Regions from separate parts of the Drosophila melanogaster genome. Here all the other regions are linked to region 1. A link is a contact called in public Hi-C data. All regions are on one chromosome and are shown on one strand. Each heading gives the region's core, a stretch centred on a gene start, on an enhancer-like site or on the middle of the called end of the contact. The rest is flanking DNA. Distances are from core to core; before and after follow the strand shown.

Region 1 (4,682 bases), core at 1,588-4,087:
ATAGATGGCAGGCCCGAAAGGGGACACAAAAGTGGAGATGAGTTGGGGAATCCATTGCCCTCGAGCCCGGCTGTCCAAATGTTTTTGTTGGCGTTTGGGTCCAATAAATTGTCTATCCTGCTTCTGTCTCTCGCCCTCTCTCTCTTTTGCCTTACAGAGCTTTATATCGGCGCAATTAATAGCAGATTATGCAAATCAGTTGGAGATAGATGATAATACGTTAGATGCGTACGACTTGCCGTTTGTTTCAGCTTGGTGTTTTTTTGTATCATCGAAATGTATTTCAGAGGAAGATGACCCAAAATCTCACTAAAACATTCATGCGCATGGGTGGAATGCTCAGGCGACTAAATTTAGTGCAAAATTGAAAATTGTCTTGGGCCGTATATTCGTAGATTAGGCGCGTAAATCGATAAGCGAAAAGCAATTTCCGATTGGGCTGAGTTATATGCCGCACGATTTATGAATGGCGGGGGGTGGAGTGCAATTTGCAAGAGCCGAGGAGGTGCAGGAGATGATCAGCGTCGTCGAACTGGAAGTGGAAGTGCACCTTGGTAGATGCAATGCAGAAGTAGCAGCTGCTGTCGAAAACTGAGGCAGGGCGAATAATATAGAATTAATTAAAGATGGTAAAGATAATTGATTAGGCACAGGCGATTAATTCATGCCTCGTTTGCCTTCGATCAGATAGTAACGAGCGAGAAGTAACTAGCTTGTAATTGTGACTGGGGCATCTTAAAATCCATCAGCTCCCAAAAGAAATTGTTAAAAATAATAAGAAAACAGATAAGAAAGAGGTTTTTCAATTGAAGATATATACAGGTTTATCAAACCTCTTGTTCTGTGAAATACTCAACAAAAGCAAACGTTAAATAAATGATCCTTAAGTGTTATTATTTTGAAAATTAAAAAGGTTTTAATGCGAAACATTCCCACACACATGTATCAAATGTTGTATCAAATTTCGAATCGAAGGGATTGATGAACCCGCCCAAAGTTAAATTCCTCATTTGCAGCGCATCTTACAGATCTCAGCCTGCACAACACAACTGTTAAACTAAACAGCTTCCTGTGCATTCCCCCCAAACCCCTCCCATTTCTTCGACCGGCTCATAAAATTTTGTAAATTATTTGCCGACTTTTTGTTCTGTTCTTAGCAGTCGGCGAATCTACTGGGTGAATAGGGGGACACCGCCCCGAAAGTTATGGGACGCTTTGAGCAACTTGTGTGGCTCCTGGGGAAAAAGCCAGGGGCTGGGGGAAATGCATTTCCATTGGCAATGTTGTTATCTTTTTACTGCAAATTATTAGTTTTTTACCGCTGACGACAAAAAACGGACAGCGGCCGCAAAGAAGATGGAGAGCCGGGGGAATCGGGACCGCCGAAGCGGCCAACAAAAGAAATAAAGAGCCAAAGACGATAATTAAAACTCTAATTGTATGCGCTACCGCCGACTCGTAAGTCGTAAACTTTGGGAGAAAAAAGCAAAGGAGCTCTGAGGAATCCAAGGAAGAGCGGGACCTTGGACCAAGTGGCATGCTGTGAACGGGCAAACATTGTCAGTTTGTCAGGTGGTCAGATCCTAAAGATGCAGATGCTACAAAGTAGTTAACTCGCCACGTAGTGGACGTAACCTTAATTTCAAAAGCGGCGTTCCTTTGGGAGCCCAAAATGGACAGCCGAAATATAAAACAGTTAACGTATTTCATCTTGATAGAAAACTTAAATATTATTTCTTTTTATATCTTAAAGCACTCAAAAAAGTAAAGTATCTGGAAATGTTTTACTAATGTTGTTGTTTAGGGATTCTCCTTTAATAATAATAATTGGGCGAAAAACCTGTGAATCATTCCAATGGAATGTTACTAAAAACAAAATCTAAAGCTCTCTCCCTCGATCCATCTATGTGTGTTGGGCAAACCGCAGAATGTCTGTTATCTGAGTCTGAATCTGTCGACACCCAATCCGAAGTAGAAAATGCTCACTGGCCGCTTTGATCTTCTGCAGCCGAGCGCAAAATCAATTCGTCTATTCCCTTCTAAGGGCACAAACCAATGGAAACCCAGATATATAGAGATGTGGGTAGGGAGGGGGCTTCTCTGTAGCCACTTGTCTCGTTTTGCTTTACATGCAAGCTCACAATGTGAGTTTCGCGGTTAGCTCTGCGATCCGAGCACTTTTGGTTTCGTAGCTCTAGGTTAGGTTATCTTTTTAGATTCGCCGCAGTCGTCTGGCGTTATTTCCGAAACCCAGCGAGAAACCCGATGCTGTCTGGGACCAGACAAGTGAAACAGAGATTCTACCTTCGAGTCGCACTGTGAAGTTCCAATTGATGGACACAATCGCAGACGGCGACTGAAATTCCCCTGGCTCTAATTACGAGCTGAAATTGTCTCGTTTCGCATCATAATTTGATTGTAATTTTTGGCCAGACATTTGTACCCACACAATCGGAATCGGATGGCCGGCACAATAGCCCCTCATTATAAGAGGTAGAATTTCTCTACATTGTGGGGATAAAATAATAATTATATCGAAGCCTTTACTTGGCTCATTCTTCAAGACCCTTTTCTTTTTTGGCTCTCCATTCTGGGGGTAATTTAAGTTTTAATGCCCTGCGATCCCCAGCATTTGTTTACAGCATGATTATTGCGTTGATGAAGCTAATTATATAGTGCAAAGAGGAGACGCAAGAGTGGGGAAGGAGTTCCCTCAAGTGGAGATGAAATGTGGCTGTCAGGCGATTTGAAATACGAGGCAGACGATTGCATAACCTCGCAGCGGGAGAACGGTATCGCCATCCTGATCTCACAGATACGTACATACGTACACATGTGTATATGCTGTCCAGTTTAATTTTCATATGCATCGATTGAGGCGGGCGATAAAGAACGCAGGCCACAACTCTATCGATAGCAATCGATGTCACATTTAATTCATTGTTATGGCCATCATAAATCTACGCGAGAGGGGCGTGGGTTTCCAGGGGGATCTCTGGTTGCTGTTATTAAGGCCAGCATTAATAAAAATGTCAACGCGGCCATAAAGCGGGAACTCGCCATTAGGGCACCACCTCTATCTCCCCCTCTTTGGCTCGAATTCCACCTTCCTGTATCGGGTGGATCTCCTGAAGCCCCCCGTTTCACCCGCTCCTCGATCGTTTTCATTAGTAGAATTTAAGATGCACATAAAAGCTCACGCACAGATGCGTTCCGAGCGGTTGACTAGTTGGCCAAGAAGTGAGCTGTGCAACCAGCTGTGCATGAGCCGGTGACTAGATATGATGCACCGGAAATATTTTGGGACAATATCAAATCATTTTTGAGTAAATCATAAACTACGCACTTAACTATTGCGGAGATCTGAAGAGGTTGAGTTCTACATTACACTTAAACATTATTATTATCTATAATATCAATCATTAGTTCCCTGCTTTTTTTTTTCTCTGTGGACTAATCTATAAGGTTGCTGCTCTCGATAGAGTCCGAAAATGTTTTAATCTCCCGCGACTTGATGCCACCTCATAAAGGCACATATAGGCACTGAAAACGGATTAGCTTATAGATGCATCCTAAATGGGCATAAAGGTGGTAAGGTGGTGAGGTGACCCCAGCTGCACCACTTTTGAGTGACGTACAACAGCGAGTGAACATGGCACTAATATGGCTGCTTCTCCGAGGGAGTTCGCTGCCAAGGGGCGTGGTCCGATCTGATTTTGTTTCTGTGGCGGCTGTTGCTTCTCATTGAAGCTCTGATGTTCTTGTGTTTCGTGTCGGCATCGTTAGCTCACATCATTTGTTTGACATGTTGCTTTGTGTGTTGACAAACGTCTTGACAGGCGACAGGCAGCCACAGAACAACATGTAACCAACAAAACAAGCAACAAAGGCAACAAGCTGAATCCAAAACAAAGGGGAGGATGAATACAGAGAATTACAGTCACCCAATACTTACGCCTAGTTAAGCAATTCGTATGGATTCATCGCACAGCGTGTATGGACTTACCTGAAATAAAAGATGGCATAAATCAGATCACTACGTAATAATGCAATAAGTAAGTATCTGCAGTAAGTATAGGTATAAGGATTTGTCAGAGGACACATGTGACTACCAAACTCTGACTTCAAATACAGTAACATCCCAAAATTGAACGTCTTGAGTATCCCCGAGATCGAGGTGATTTTATGGCGACACTTACACCCCGCTTGATACCGATCATAGTCTGTCCGTAATCACGGAAATGCCACATGCCCCAATGCTCTGCGTTTGATCTCGGGCAACATTCGACATTCGTTCGGCTGGGTTCTTTTGCTCTTCTGTGGCAACAATGTTGCCAAGGCGTGCGCGCAACAAATCAAACGCTGACCATGCAACGCCATCAACAGCAACAACACCAACACCATGCACCAGGCACCACAATGTACAACATTTATGATCAGCGCCAGCTGAACTCACCTCTTCCCAGCTCGGCCCCCCTTTCTCTTTTTCGGCCCCACCTGGGCAGGTATTTCCTTTGGCTGGTAGGCAACGGTAAGCAACACATGCGAACCGCACCAAAGAACAGCTGAAGGAGGCGAAAGTGGCGGAGGGGCAGAGCTGCAAGCAAATGCGAGAAATGCAACAAAATTAACATCATCAGACAGAAATAATCTATAATGAACATAAATCTCCTTTCAGCGTG
Region 2 (4,682 bases), core at 595-3,094, 110 kb before region 1:
GAATCAAAAGAATGCCTTAAAAATAACAATCTGTTTCATATCGAATCTCTCCCACAATAAAGCAACTTTGACGTCTTTTTGGCGCTTTAATATACAATTAATTCACATTCACGATAGTTGCTCACATCCTTTCAATCACTTTGTGCAGAAGCAGCCGGCAGTTACGGTGACCGTTTTGAACTGCCAAGGTTGATCCTTGTTCATCCACGAATAGGGGTGATCGGACTGAGAGGTCTGTGCCAGGACCTTTACCTTATATTCCAGTGGCCTGCAATTGGATCCATGCGAGCACTTGGCCAGATCCCGACCAGCGCCCGATTCGCAAACGGCATTCATCAGAAAGCGAGGGAAGTGCAGACCACCCAGATCCACGAGCTCATTCTGGGAATAACAAAATAATTATAAACATCTGACGCGGCTGAATGGTATCCCAACGAACCGTAACTTTGCAGTCGCAGCCTGCGGAATGGACATCATTGCGTTTGGTGGTCACCAGATCCTCATAGAAATCGTTATAGTACATGGGCGGCAGCTGATGGGGCATGACCATCGCCATCTCTGTGGGATGTGGAGTGCTGGGACTGAATCCGAATAGGGCACTGAGCATTTTCGATGTACTGCGATCGGGCTGCTGCTCCTCCGCGCGGTGTTCCAGACTCCTTAGACCCACCATCTCGTCCAAACCTTCATCGCTGGCGTACTGACTGGCGATTCCTTTATTTGTCAGGCTAAGCAGCGCCATTGCCATAATGGAAATGGGCAACTTGGAACGGAAGGGTTTTAAAATGAATTCAGTTCGGAGTATATCCTTGTGCGCCCTCCTTTGTAATTTCGTTTCTATATCTTTCGGCTCTCATCCAGATGAAACTTACCCACGGCATCATGCTCGATCTGTGCCTGACCAGCGCTGTACTCCTTCTGCAGCTCTGGCCAAGGAGTCGCCATACTTTTATATCCATTTAGGACAAAAGCCGCCTCTCGGATTACCTTTTGTGCCAGAGATGAGAGCAGCAGCATCCATTACGGTTCGTCACCTGGACAGGATGGAACAATGGACTCCACAGTTGACACCACAACAATGGCAAGCCATGCCAAGCTCAAGTGGCCCGGCTGATGGGGTTGAGTCCCTCGGCTATTTATACTCCTCTGCTGCTTTCAATGCTTCAATGGGGGAAATGGCTTTAAGGCCTCAAGTGCCGGCAGAGGTGGAGAACTTTGGGCGGTGGGAGTAGCCAAAAGAAGCCCACTGACCCAGACATGTGTGCAGAGGCAAAGGGCAATCCGATCTCCTCCCATCGATAACGTTGACCAGGGTGGGTTTCTGGATTTTTGGTTTCCGAAACGGCTCCGAAACTTTTTCCATAGCATACTTTTGAGTGAGGAGCTGTGGGAAATGCAATTCCGATTGTATTTTACTTGTCGGATTTCCCCCAAATGGATGACATTTCCGTTTCATGGTCTTGTTTAAAGAATATTGTTTTTATAATGTGCAAAGGCAGATGAATGGTAAAAATAGTGGTTTATAGTCTTATGTAGAATTCTTAAACATTTTCCAGCTATGCACATCCTCCGAAGGCACCATGAGTTGCCATAAATTATGAGCTCACTATGTCTCCCACTTGGGCCAGTTTGGGTGAGGAGCACCGCCACTGGCATAACAAGCCCGGCTAGAACGACTGTCCAAGAGGCTAGACCGGGTCAGACCTCTTAGGCACATAGTATATACCCCTGTTCGTAGGGAGCCCGCGAGTGTGCGAGTGCCAGTGGACTGTGGTCGACTTCTACGGCTTCTGTCGACGGACAGCACGCACTGTCACTGTTCCCCGTGGAAATCCAAAATCCTCCTCAGTCGAATTCGCGTCGTCGAGGCAAGAACAGTGCCCGTGCCACAAGGTTGGACATGCACAGCTGGACAATCTGACATCGCTTAGCCATCAGCAGCTACATAGGTTCGAGCAAGGGAAGTCGGGACTTGGAATCGGAATCAGAATAAAAAACCAGGAGCGGAGGAGATGCAGATTCCGCTGGTGGGCGACTTATGCTGAGCTCCGCAGCTGCCTGTCTCCAAAGACTTCATCCGTGCTTTCGCCGTTGTTGTTGTGCAGTTTTTCCGCCGTGGAATTTGTCGAAGCGGAAAAGCGAGAAGAAGCAGCGACGCGAAGCCCTCGAAGTGTCGACGAAAATCGTTAAAAAATAGAAAAACACACGGCGACTATGTCACGACGCGCTTGAAGAGCCCCATCCTCGCTGAGGGAGATATTGAGATTGAGCGGGATCCACACCTCAGTGGCCACTACTCGCCACCCACTCCGCCAACGTCAACGTTCACCAACAGGAAGCTCAGGATTCGCATGGACAAAGGCACAATGAAGCGCAAGCAGCGGAGATACAGGTATAGCAGATACATTCGAAATGTACATATATCGCGGTATAAATCCAAAAACTGGACTAGTTTCATAAGTATCTACTAAAGCTATAGGTGCACTAACACTAGTTTTCCTAATGATCCGCAGAACCACATTTAACACACTGCAACTGCAGGAGCTGGAAAGGGCGTTCCAGCGGACACACTATCCGGACGTGTTTTTCCGAGAGGAGCTGGCCGTGAGGATCGATTTGACGGAGGCGAGGGTGCAGGTGTGGTTCCAGAACCGGCGGGCCAAGTGGCGCAAGCAGGAGAAGATCGGTGGGCTTGGCGGAGATTATAAGGAGGGTGCGTTGGATCTCGACGTGTCCTACGACGACAGCGCCGTCCTGGGCCAACTGGATAGTGCGCTGGGTAAGAAAGGATATCTCTGTTACCTATCAACCCATCGCTAGTAATGACCCATATTGATTTCAGGCGGCGGTGGAACTCTATTGCCGGACACCCCACCGCAATCCTCGAACTCCCTTGATAACGAACTTAAGGCCTCCTACGGCACGGGGGCCATGTCGCCCTCTAGGCTGTCACCGAATATATTTCTCAACCTCAACATTGACCACTTGGGACTGGAGCGGGGTGGCAGTGGCCTCTCCATGGAGTGGTCCACATATCCTCCGCAAACGCAAGCGCAGACACACCCGCAGATGGACTCCGACAATCAGCTCCAGCAGCACCCGCCTCAACAGCATGCATCCGATCCGATTCACGCCGGGAGTTCGAGTCATCACCAGCAGCAGCAGCAGCAGCACCAGCAGGAGCAGCACAATCCCCAGCTTCATCCGGGGCTTGAGTTTGCCGCCTCATTGAGTTTGGACATGACCGATGGCTCCTCCGCCTACGACGAGATGAAGTTTCTCAGCGTGGACGTGGACCAGTTCACGATCGACAGCTTCAAGGCGGACTGCATTCTGAGCATGGAGCAGTCCCAGATGCAGGCCTACGGCGGTCACTCCCAGCTGGTCGGATCATCCAATGAACTGTGCCTGGACGGGATTGGCATGTCCTCCTTTGGCATGGAAGAGGGTGAGCCCAAGTCGCCTCCCTCTCTTTTGGTGCTGGACAAGTCGCTGCCCTCTTTGAGCATAGGCGTGGAAGGAATCGCTGATCTCGTGGAGCAACTGCATCATCACCAGCATGAGGGCGGCCCAGTGGGCGGTGGTGTCATCACTGGCGATGTCATGTGAATCCAACTTAGGCGAATTCTCAGTTTCTCAGCGGTAAACTGAAGTGCGAAACCTGCTCTAGTTATATTCTTGTTTTCTAGTCAATGTTAATGTCTAAGTTCAAGACCCAACAAGGTCGCCACACTTGACTACAAATATTTGGATGGTTAACTTACAAAAATTTTAGTACTAAATACTAGTTTATCTGAAGTTGTATTACTTTAGTCCTGGAAATGTGTCTTGATAAATAGCAAAGTGGTTTACATAAAGAGAACCTGTAAGTTTATAACATTTGAAAACAACGAGAATTGTTGAAAAAGAATATTTTTCGTAGTGTACATTTGTGAATTTCGAAACATTCGAATCGAATCGAAACGAAACGGAACGGAACGGGTCCTTGACTACGAGCACGGGTACCTTTTCTGGCCAGGCTCAGCCATAGCTTCTATGGATTCCGCATGTGTGTGCCAAACAAAGGAACCCCCCCCCCCTACGCCCCTGCCACGTCCCCTACCCTCTGCACACGCCTTATTTGTGGCTCGGATTAGAGGCAAGCTAGTTGTGCGATTTGAATGGATTTCGGCTTCCAGTGCTGTTTGTTCGGCAATAACATTTGCTTTGCTTTTTAACAATTACCAAAGACCGCTCCACGCTCCTCCCTGACCTGCCCACTGGTTGGCTGTAATTTCCATTTACTCCTATTAACGAGGATTTCTGTAGCTCCTGATCCTAAGCATCCTCAACGAACAACTCCTACGCTCCATTAAGTGAAAAGCTCACAGCAGAGATGATAAATATGGTGAAATTTAATGAAATTGTCAGTTAGTTCTAAAGTACTACAATAGATATGCTATTCTCATTACACGGCGAGATCCAGATCACATGAGGGCATCTCGCTTGATTAAGACTCGTCCGGTTTGGCCAGAAAAGCTGGCTGGAATTAAGCCAGAGGCTTGAGGGGAATGGAGCGGCGAAAGGCCCGACAGAGGTAAGGATTCGATGCTGGGGGCACCCGGCTCAGCTGGCTTAACACCTTGGCGAGCTCCTTGTGGATTTTGCGAGGCCAAGGGCCACCCAGAGACATCCAGTGGCCA
Region 3 (4,682 bases), core at 841-3,340, 90 kb after region 1:
CTTGGACAAGGAAAATAAGGACCAAGTGCGGAGCTGCGGTAACTGGGTCCAAACAATTGTATTGATTTAGGCCAAGTCCGGCCATCTGACATACAGAGGTGGTCAAAAGTATTTTCACAACGCACAATATTTGCAAACTTCAACTTCTTTTTGTTATATTTCTTCTTGTTGTTGTCCGATTTGCCTGAAATAGTTCTTATCGCTTAGCTTGATCTATGCAGAAGGTAGTCGAAAAGAAATACGAAAGATAACGGTTCATAGTACAAAGCTTAAAGCAAAAGAAAATATGCATGCAAGTTGTCAATAGTATTTTCACATGTTTATTGCGCTTCAAAAGTATTTTCACTCAACTTAATTTAGTAAATTTCAGCTTAACATCTAATTTCAACATAAGAATTTCTTTATTTTATATAAATACAATACTAATATTTTGTAACACCACCTTTGGCATCAATAACTGCTTGAAGTCTTTTTGGTATTGACCTTACCAAAGTTTGTGCAAATTCTAATGTCAATTTGGACCAAATCTCCGCTATTTCAATGATGGCTCCCTCTCGTTTTCTATTTTTATCAATAGTTCGTTGGTTTTTAATAAAAGCCCAAACGTTTTCAATGATATTAAGGTCTGGGCTTTGGGGGGGCCACGGAAGAACCGCCAGATTAAGGTCGTTTAAAAATTTTGTTGGTATCCTACCCTTATGGCATGGAGCATTGTCCTGCTGAAGAATCCATTCAGTAGTTGGAAAAAGTCTATTTCCAGACGTAAAAGCATGGTTGTTTAAGATAAGAAGGTATCCGTTCTGATTTAAAGTTCCTTCTATCGGTACCAAGTCTCCGAATCCATAATAGGAAAGACATCCCCAAAACATGACTGTGCCCCCACCAAATCTATTGGTTGGCTGGGCTGCCAAATGCTTTTGATTATTTTTCAAATGCATAAAATGCTTGCTGTATGACCCCTGGTACTGAAATGCACACTCATCAGTCCATAAAATATTAAACCAAAAGTCAAGAGGCTTCTTAACATATTCCAACGCAAATCGAAGACGTTTTGTTTTGTTGGTTGGTGTGATCTCAATCGTTTTGCGAACAACGTATGTCTTAAAATCAGCTTCTTTTAGCCTGCGACGAATTGTAGAACTACTAACTTGTTTGCCAATTGTATTTTTTGATTCTAAGGCAATTTTTACCGGACTGGCACTAGGATTCTTCGCCACAACTCCAAGTATTTGCCTGCATTGCCTTTGGTCCAGCACAGGTTTTCGGCCTGATCTTTTTTTATTTTTTAATGTGCCAACTGTATCAAACTTTTTTATTAAGTAGTAGACAGTTCTACGCGAAATTTGATATATTTCAGCTATTTTGGCCGCAGGTGTACCGGCTTTAAACCTAGCAACAATACCAGCCCGGGCCTCAACTGTTAACTCTTTTGTTTTGGGCATTTTATTTAATAACTGTAATAGGAAAATGATTAAATCTAATTTTTATTCAATAATTTAAATGTATTTAAGCAAACAAACCGGCACTTGTCACTCTAAACCAATCACTGAAGAAGAAATTGCGTTGTGAAAATAATTGTGATGCGACGAAACCGTGTGCAAATACTTCTGACAACTGATAAAGATCTCTTCATTTGCCTCTTCCTTGCGCATAGGAACAGTTATTTTTTCAATTCTTCTTTCATCTGACTCTGCATAGGTTTGAATTTGCAAAAGCAAAAGTTTTTTTGCATTTCACCTCCCCCCACTTGCTGCACAAGCAACTGTTTGTGACCCATGCACAAAAATGCACTTTGTGAAAATAATTTTGACCATGACTGTATGTTACACATGCCGCAAAGGCGGTCTTGTCTTGCTGGTCCTGGCCAAAATACAATTTGGCCCAGCTAAGAGGCTTCGACGACCTCGGCTTTAATATGGCGAACTGGACGGGGAGCCGTGCAGTCTGTCTGCCCGAGTTTAATCGCATTTAGCTCATTTAGCGGCAAATTGAATTTGCCAACGTCACGGCCCTCAACAAAACCCCTGAATAGGCCACGCCGAAAATGAGAAATTCAATTAAAATCAAATTTTTTCAACATCAGCCGCCCAGAGACGTCTTTAAACGGATTTTCAGTTACAATTTCGACGCTTTAACTCCGCAAAAACACACACAAAATCGAAGCCAGGATAAATAGGCAGGAATAATTGAGCGGCTGCTGGTGCCGTCGGGGCATCATTCCATCATTTCCCAATCCCAGGCCCTACCCATCGCAACCCCAGCCCCGCCCACTCACGCCCCTTCTGGGAAAAAAACACGAGATAATCGCCTCAGTTTCCATTGCGGCCCACAAAATTTTTATGCGTGGCAACATTTTTTGCGCTTGGCTTCAGTTTCGCACAGGCCAGTGCTCGTGATTAGCTTTGGTCATGGATGGACTCGTCATGGTTGTCGGAGAGGGATGTGGGAGCTCCTGGCGGTAGATGGAGCAGAAGAAAAAGGCTTTGGCCCAGTGAGTAGCGCGATAATTAGGACTCAAAATCCTAGTCCCGAAGATGATTTATGACGCCAGCGCTGCTGGAGTTCATTGCTGGCTAATTTATTACGCTCTCGCCGTGAGGGATCAACTGTTTCTTCTTAGCTCCACCGCCCACGTGCTCCTCAAAGTCAATATTTTCTTGATGTGTAACTAAAATATAATTGAGTGGCTACTGAGCTCGGCTCCATGTTGTCTTCAAAACTTACCTGAAAGGATTTTAAATTGAGCTTGCCAAAAAATTACTTTGCTTGAATTATTACCAATATTTATAATTTAAACTTGTAAATATGCAAACAGATCAAGACGCTGAGCGCAAATAGTAAATAAATGGAAACTAAAGTAGTAAATCAAAAACAGAACTAGAAATGAAAATCTAGAAGCTAAAGCAGCTGCTTCTAATGCAAAGACGATAAATGAATGAGTCAATGCTAAACATTTGTACTTTTTCAAGAACAAATTGTGCTTCGGTTTTTTCCATTTACCTCATACGTTTCTTTGATATGATTTCTGTGACGTAACCGGGCAGCAGCTGTTTTTGAGGGGACTTCTGTGGGAAAATATGAAGTCTTAGAGAATATAAAAAGGCTTAGGCTTTTGGAAAAAGCATCACAACCTGAATTTCCACTAAGCAAAGCCGAACTGCCAGAGAGAAAATGCGTTCCTTCATTCTGATTGCCCTCTTCGCCCTGATTGCCCTGGCTGCTGCTCAAGGCGGACCACAAGGTGGACAGCAGGGTGGGCAAGGAGGATCTCAAAATGGTCAGCAAGGAGGCCAGCAGGGAGGCTCCCAGGAAGGATCCCAGGAAGGATCCCAGGAAGGACAACAGGGAGGTCAGCAGGGAGGTCAGCAGCAGGGTGGTCCTGGCGGTCCATGGGGTCTGCCTCCGAATGGAACTGAACTCTCCAACAGTACCACAACTTCGACCACTGAGGCTACCAGCACTGAATCCAGCAGCACAGAGGTTTCCTCTTCGTAACTTATAGATTGATCCTAATGAAAGCGAACAGGCTTGCTCAGTTCCTTACCATTCCCTTTATCAATACAAGTTCTTGAAATAAATTGATATCAGTACTCTAATGTGTTGTAGCTAAATTCGGTTAAAATCCGCTTTTAAGCGTCATGGAGTCATTAAAGCTAATGCCTGCAAATCGTTTAATTAAGCCTGTGCTCATATGACAAAAAATGCTGGGAATTATTCTGAAGCAGCAATTGACGCCAAAAAGTGTGCAACACTTTTGTGCTGCTGCTAAAAACCACTTTCGAGCAAATCCCAGGAATGCAACCTCCTTTCCCCGAGCATCCCGCAAAATTGCCACTAAAAGAGTTCCCCCCTCCCCGCACCGAAATCAGCGACAAACAGCAGTTGCAAACGGCAGTGGGAAAAGTGTAGGGGAAAACGCATATGCGGTGGCTCATGAAATGCAGTACAAAGTCGTCTTCCTCATCCACTCGCTGCTCAGCGAAGCGGCCACTTTTAGTGCACTGGAGTGTTTGGTCGCAGAGGGGGTGGCTTTTTAGGGGGCGGAACTGGCTGGGCGGTGGTCGGTGGGTGGAAGGCCATCAGTCGTGGACCGGCGAAGTGATCAATTGATTTGCATTTCCCACTCCGGGCAGAGCGGACACCAGAGTGCAGTGCAAAGGCGCTTCAAGCCAGCTTCGCCATTGACTGGACTCTGCGGCAGGGCTTAAACCCACTGAGATCCATAAGCGATTAACCCACTTGAGCCGGAAAGTATCCATAGGAACTTGAACATCAAATGGATAGTATCCACTGGAAAATGAATATCTTTTGCAGCATACATTCTTAAATCCATTATTGCAAGAGGTCAGAAACAACCTTTCCAAATCAATACAATTTTGCAATTTAAAAGGTTCCAATTATTTGCATTCCAATGATTCAATTATTCAATTGGCTTCCCCTAGATCCAGTGATCTGTCGTTGTGGCCACCAGTGGGTTAAGCTAGCTGCCAACTGCCAACTGCCACATGCGACTGGAGCAAGTGGGGCAAGCTGGGCAACTGAGGCGAGTGGAGCAGGCAAAACAGCTCGCTGGGGAACTGTAAATCACGTCGAGCGCAGAGCGCAAATTGGTTAGTGAAACACATGAACCATTCATCAGGAGGAAAAATGCGGGGAGGAGCGGAGGACCAGCACACTCACAC

The links. A called contact is a pair of places that touch in the nucleus more often than the background predicts.
Region 2: a Hi-C map of the Kc167 cell line shows a contact between it and region 1, with 3 times the contacts expected there. The contact joins the promoter of Pph13 here to the enhancer-like site in region 1. A contact is called at or near these places in 6 of 107 Hi-C or Micro-C datasets (the Clone 8 cell line, the Kc167 cell line and the S2 cell line) and 2 of 6 datasets of contacts at active chromatin or transcription factors (both in the Kc167 cell line).
Region 3: a Hi-C map of the Kc167 cell line shows a contact between it and region 1, with 2.5 times the contacts expected there. The contact joins the promoter of lncRNA:CR44614 here to the enhancer-like site in region 1. A contact is called at or near these places in 8 of 107 Hi-C or Micro-C datasets (the Clone 8 cell line, the Kc167 cell line, the OSC cell line and 3 more) and 1 of 6 datasets of contacts at active chromatin or transcription factors (the Kc167 cell line).

Annotation. Positions count from the first base shown.
Region 1 is chr2L:679,929-684,610 of dm6, forward strand. All of the region lies in intron 2 of ds (dachsous), which reads right to left. Among named protein-coding and RNA genes, the nearest start is that of lncRNA:CR44988, 28 kb to the right of the region's middle. Within about 2 kb of position 2,838, at least 20 of the 39 cell types and tissues checked have an H3K27ac peak or open chromatin away from gene starts, as enhancers often do. A contact at or near this core is called in the Kc167 cell line, the OSC cell line, the S2 cell line and 2 more, where this site is marked.
Region 2 is chr2L:575,642-580,323 of dm6, forward strand. Pph13 (PvuII-PstI homology 13) reads left to right here and starts at 1,845. Exons shown (of 3, transcript NM_057982.4): 1 at 1,845-2,392; 2 at 2,514-2,779; 3 at 2,843-3,908. The coding sequence starts at 2,352. The coding sequence ends at 3,609. Ptth (Prothoracicotropic hormone) reads right to left here and starts at 1,255. Exons shown (of 3, transcript NM_001298621.1): 1 at 873-1,255; 2 at 440-763; 3 at 70-381. The coding sequence starts at 959. The coding sequence ends at 136. cold (coiled) reads left to right here. Exons shown (of 4, transcript NM_001272909.1): 4 at 1-93.
Region 3 is chr2L:770,424-775,105 of dm6, forward strand. lncRNA:CR44614 (long non-coding RNA:CR44614) reads left to right here and starts at 2,091. Exons shown (of 1, transcript NR_124008.1): 1 at 2,091-2,670. It overlaps CG12506, which reads left to right and starts at 3,124. Exons shown (of 1, transcript NM_134697.2): 1 at 3,124-3,594. The coding sequence starts at 3,172. The coding sequence ends at 3,495.